Linked DNA regions of Oryctolagus cuniculus: region 1 is linked to region 2. The links are chromatin contacts, called in public Micro-C maps. All regions are on one chromosome and are shown on one strand. Each heading gives the region's core, a stretch centred on a gene start, on an enhancer-like site or on the middle of the called end of the contact. The rest is flanking DNA. Distances are from core to core; before and after follow the strand shown.

Evidence for each region. A called contact is a pair of places that touch in the nucleus more often than the background predicts.
Region 1: a contact with region 2 is called in a Micro-C map of ear pinna, with 6 times the contacts expected there. The contact joins the promoter of KLF13 here to the promoter of FAN1 in region 2. A contact is called at or near these places in 2 of 6 Hi-C or Micro-C datasets (ear pinna and an unstated tissue).

The regions. Positions count from the first base shown.
Region 1 is chr12:12,330,492-12,333,333 of mOryCun1.1, forward strand. KLF13 (KLF transcription factor 13) reads left to right here and starts at 1,400. Exons shown (of 2, transcript XM_051822252.2): 1 at 1,400-2,443. The coding sequence starts at 1,897.
Region 2 is chr12:11,977,461-11,980,160 of mOryCun1.1, forward strand. FAN1 (FANCD2 and FANCI associated nuclease 1) reads left to right here and starts at 1,372. Exons shown (of 13, transcript XM_008269777.3): 1 at 1,372-2,700. The coding sequence starts at 1,953.

The DNA of each region.
Region 1 (2,842 bases), core at 150-2,649, 350 kb after region 2:
GATTATTGGGAAAACAGCCAAGAGGCTGTGTTTTGTATCTAAGCGTGCCACGCCGCACAGCCGAAACCATCTGGGAGGCCACACTCATGGAGAACCCTTGCATGGGGCGTGGCAATGGGGAGACCCCTGCCCCCGCGCGTCTGCTTTAATCTGGCCCTACCAGCCTGAACAATGCACTCTCTTGGGAGACCCGCTCTCGCGTGTGCCGGCTGCAGCGGGCAGGAGAGGATGAGGGGCCGTAACAGCACAGGGCAGCGACCCGGTGCGGCCGAGGGAATTTGAGGGTTCCGGTCACAGATCGCCAAGGCGCGCATTAGTCGGCGCAAGTTCACAGTTGACGGCATCATGCATCGCTGAATGGCTGCCTTCCTCCTCAGCTACCTGGAGAGCTTAGTCTTTCCTACTCGGGACTCTAATTAACTCGGAGGGAGCTCGGACTCGACCGTCGCTTTGGGGACAGGACGAGTGCGCCCCTGCCCACTGCCTCGCATGGCCCCGTCCCCCAGGGCTCCAGGAAGGACTCGCCAAAAAGTGCCACACGCGCAAGGAGCCCGGGCTGCTCCGGAGCGCACGGGGAGGCAGGCACAAGCGGCTCCGAGGCGGTGGGAACCGGGTTCTCTCCGGTGAAGGCGAGCGGGGGGCGCCGGCGAGCGTCAGGGGCGAGTCGGCCCGGCCCTGCCCAGCCCGGGAGGCCGCGGGCGGGGCGCTGCCCAGCGAGGCCCAGACAGTGGGCGGGTGCGGTGCGGCGCGGCGGGCGGGGTCCTCGCAGCTGGTGGCGTCTGAAGCCGCCCCGACCGCGGCGGGAAGGGGCAGCCCAGGGAAGTTGGCAGCGGGCCGGGGGCGGGGGCGGGGGCGGGGGCGGGGAGGAGAGGGCTCCGCGGTCCCCGCCGCCCCGGCACGCCGTCCACTCCCGCAGGCCCAGGGTCGCCCCGAAGCCGGGGCTCAGCTGGGAGAGGGCGTGGAGGGGCGAGCGGAGTTCGCGCCGCTGCCAGAGGCGAGCCGCCCCCTCGCCGGCGGGGCTGGACAGACAAAAGGGCGCCCTTCAGAGCGCTAGCCAGCCACGCGGGGCTCAAGCGAGGCTGTCGACGCACAAAAGCTCAGGCTGGGACGCGCCTGCCGGAGTCCCCGAGCCGGGGAGCGGCCCCGAGCGGGTGCACCCGGCCCGCCGCCCTGGGACGTCGTGCGTCAGCGCGCCCCGCGCCGGCTCGCCGCCGCCCCCGTTCCAACGAGGGGGCACGCCCACTGGGGGCGCGCAGGCCCCGCGGCGGGGGACGCCCCTCCGGCGGCCCGGATTGGCCGGGCCGAGTGCGCACGGGCCAATGGCACTCGCGCCTGCCCCCAGGCCACGCCCCTTCCCAGGGGCGGGCGCGCGACCGCTCCGTGCGGCCGGTGCGCGCTCCGGGATCCCCGCCCCCTCCGCGCGCTGCTCCCCGCGGCCGCCGCCGCCCGTAACCTGCGCCGCCAGGATGTGGCTGGGGGCTGACGTCGGGTCCAGATGTGGCCCCGGCCCCGCCCACCCTCGGGGCCGGGCCGCCCACACCGAGCCGCGGCGCGCACGGCGGCTGTCCCGCCTGCCACAATGCGCGGCGAGGCTGCGGCCGCGGCTTGACGCGGGCGTCCCTGACGTCGCCGCTCGGCATCCTTAGGACAGGCCGCCCCCGAGGCCGCGCGGAGCCCCCTGGCCCGCGCCCCCCCATGCGCTCACGCCTCGGTGGCCGGCCGGGCGGACGCGGAGCCGCGCGGGTGACGGCAGACAGAGGCGGCTGCGCGCCCAGCCTAGCCCAGCCCAGCCGAGGAGAGGGCGCGCCGCGCCCCCGCCCCCCGCCCGCTCTCCGGAGGCCGTGGGTGCGGATGCGCGGCTGACGACTCGCAGCGACCAGCACTGGAGCCCGCAGCATGGCAGCCGCCGCTTATGTGGACCACTTCGCCGCCGAGTGCCTCGTGTCCATGTCCAGCCGCGCGGTCGTGCACGGGCCGCGGGAGGCGCCGGAGCCCCGGCCCGAGGGTGCGGCCGCCGCCGCCGCCGCCGCCGCCCCCGCGATGCCCCGCGCCGACGAGCGCCGCGACGGCAAGGACAGCGCCTCGCTGTTCGTGGTGGCGCGGATCCTAGCGGACCTCAACCAGCAGGCGCCGGCACCCGCCGCGGCGGAGCGCAGAGAGGGGGCCGCGGCCCGAAAGGCGAGGACCCCGTGCCGCCTGCCGCCCGCCTCCCCCGGCGGCGAGGGCGCCGCGGCCGCGCCCCCCAGCCCCGCGTGGAGCGAGCCCGAGCGGGAGCCGGCGCCCGCGGGGAGCGGCGAGCCCGGCCTCAGACAAAGGGGCCGGCGGGGCCGGAGCCGCGCCGACCTCGAGTCCCCGCAGAGGAAGCACAAGTGCCACTACGCGGGCTGCGAGAAAGTTTACGGGAAATCCTCGCACCTCAAGGCGCACCTGAGAACTCACACAGGTCAGTGGGCGGCCCGGGCCCCCCGAGCGCGCGGGCTGGGGGCCACGCCCCCCGGGGCGGCCAGGGCCGCGCCCCGAGCTCGCGCGGCGCGAGGCGGCCCCGGGCCCTCGGAGCCGGCGCCCGCCCGGCGACCGCGCCCCCGCCGGGCACGCCCCCTCCCCGGGCGCGCTGGGGCGGGGCCGCGGGGGTGGATGTCGTCATCCGGGCCGGAGCGGGGACCCCGCCCAGGCCGGGGGGCGGCGCGGGCAGGTGCGCGCGCGCCGCTCGCGGCGGGGGCGGCCCGGGCGCGGGGCTGGGGGCTCCCAGCGGGTGTCCGGCCGGCCGGGCGCGCTCTCGGGGTGTGGGGGGGGGGAGGTGCGCGGCGGGCGAAGTTCACTCCGGGACAGGGCTCTCTTCGGC
Region 2 (2,700 bases), core at 122-2,621:
CTCCTACAGTCAGGCTATGATTGCTTCTTACCAGTTGGAACGCAAGCACGTGACACAAGCCAGCAGTGCGTCCTGTTTTCCCTGCTCCCTCTCGTTCTCATTCTCGTGCGGCTTAGTCTTCCAGCCCCATCCTGTGTTCTTAATGCAAGGCCGGGCGGGCCTTTCGGAGCTGGCGCTCAAAACCCCACTCTGATCTCACGCGAAAGCAATACTGAAGTCCGTAGTATGACTCCCAGGCCCCGTGTCGGTCCTGGAGAATGACTGCCAACCGCCCCTGCACGTTGTTGTACACGAAGTTCCAACGGAGCACTGCAGCACCCGGACTGCGGCCGCAGCAGTGCCCTGACACTGTCCCGCCTGGCTGACCCCTCCGCCGCGCCCTCTCCCACCTCGCCCCCGGCCTGCGCGCTGTCCGAGCCTGCCAGGCAGGCTTCTGCTCACGGCTGGCATAGGGCTGCTCCAACCTCGCGCCTTGTCAGCTAGGCCTTTCCTAGGCACCCTTTCAAATCCCCAACCCAAGGTGCTTCGTGACTTAATTCCTCTTTTTATTCACGACCTAACTTAATTGTTCGTATTTTCTCCACCTTTCCAAAGTCTCCTCCCCACAACAGGAGGCCCTCACCTCCTCATCTCCTCGTTCCGTTGTTCATTCTGTCTCCAGCATCCAGAATATTACCTGGAATGGGGCAGGGGCTCCATCCTTGCCACCCACACGGGGACCCAGATGATGTCCCTGGGTCCTGGCCGTTGGGGTCACAGAGCGGTGTGTGTTGGGGGGGAGGGGGGGGTGTGAATCAGCAGATGGAAGACCGCTCTCTGTTTCTCCCTCTCTCTCTGCAACTATGCCTCCCTGCACAGCACCAGCCCCGTGCTAGGGTAGGCGGGACCAGGCTGGTTGTTACATTCCCAGCTGTTAAGCAATTAAAATAAATTCAAGACCCATCATTCCCTAATGGCTACATTTTATTATTTCTGCACTGTTGGGGTTTTTACAGTGATACCGTCAGCCCGGTGCCGGTTCGCAGAGCCTGTGTGAGCACAGCCTGTGCTGGCCTCTTGTCTCCTCCCTGCAGGCTGCACCCCGAGACGCGGAGCTCCCCCACAAAAGTGCAGGTTGCTCCGGCTTCCCACGCATCGGAACGCCCGGCCGCAGAGAAGCCGAGCAGGGGCGTTCAGGGCGGCCCGCCTGCTGCAGGCGCGAAAGGCAGGAGGTGCCCGGGTCTGTCTACTGGGCTCAGCCGCGCGGCTGCTGGGGAGTCCTTGACCTGGAAAAGAGAGATCGATCACTCGAGCCTCCACTCGCCGAGCCTGTCAGGAATCGGGACGCGGGGATCTGCTGGGGATGCCTGGGGGCGCCGGCGCGCGAAGCCCGGAGGGAGGCTCGGCGCGGCCGGGCGGGAGGGCCGAGGGCTGAGGGCTGAGGGCCGGGGTGGGCGGCTCGCACGCGGCCGCGCGGCGCCGGGACCGCGTCCCAGGTGCTCGCCGGGCCCCTGGGCTGCGGGGCCGCAGCTGCGCTGGTGCCGGCAAGCGTGTTCGCAGATGCGGGCGACTCGGGCGCTGCTGGGTCGGTGCCGGCCGGCGAGGCCGGAGGCGCCCTGGAGCCCATCCCACTGGACGGCCCCCGACGCGGTGGTTTCCTAGAAGGGCCCCGAGCGGTGTCCTTTCCCAAAGTTGCCGCCGATCGTCCGCAGAGCGGGGGGCGTATGCCTCCAGCCCAGGTTTTCTGCACCCGAAGTCCCGCCCTCCGACGTGCGGGGCCCCGGTTCACCCAGAACAACGTTGCGATCCATATTTGCTGTATTTCGTAGGGGGAAGCAGTTGAACGAGGACCATGAGGTCAGAGGCTCACTTTTTTACTGTCTCAAATCAAGAAAGCGAAAGCAAACCGTCGAGGCTTTGACTGAAGCGTCCTGCGCGTTGTGCCTCGGAGCACCGGTTTTGTGACTCTCATCATGGCAGAAGGGAGATCGCCAGACAAAAAAAGGCCTCGCAGAAGCTTATCCGGCAGGAAAACTGAAAAAAAGGCGCCGAGTTCTATCATCTCGTTCTTTAACAACGCGCCGCCTGCTAAACTTGCCTGCCCCGTGTGTAGTCAGATGGTGCCAAGATATGACTTAAACCGACACCTTGATGAAATGTGTGCTGGCAGCGACGTCGTTGGACTCGATCCAGCGCAGACCGGCTTGATCAACTCTAAGGTATCCGCAGTGGGGTCGGCCAGTATTGCCCTAGCAGGTGTAACACCGAAGAAGCCATCACCAACCAAGACGCGTTTAACCCCTGGCAAAAACGATTCAGCAGAAATGAACAGAAAACAGCATACGAGTCCCTACTTTAAAGCGAGTGGTGACTTCATATGCAAAAGTCAAGATGAGCTGAGAAATCAGAACGTGCAAGTCATTTCTTTGGGAAGCCTGTCATCCAAGTTGTCCAGAAAATACATAAAAGCTAGGGTGTCGGGAGATAAGGGTGAGGAGTTGGCCAGCCGTAGTCCACGGGGCGCTGTCTCCCCGGCTGGGAGGAGTCTGGTTGGTAGCTGTTCAGAACCTGAGGACAAGGAGGAACTTTTGGAGAATAGTTCTCAAAAGGAAAACATTTTTACATGTAATTCTTTAGAGGAAGAAAGTCCTGAACACGCACTAGAAAGCAGCAGAATAATGGAAGCTGAGAGCCAGAGGGGCACCGGGGAGTGTGGGAAGT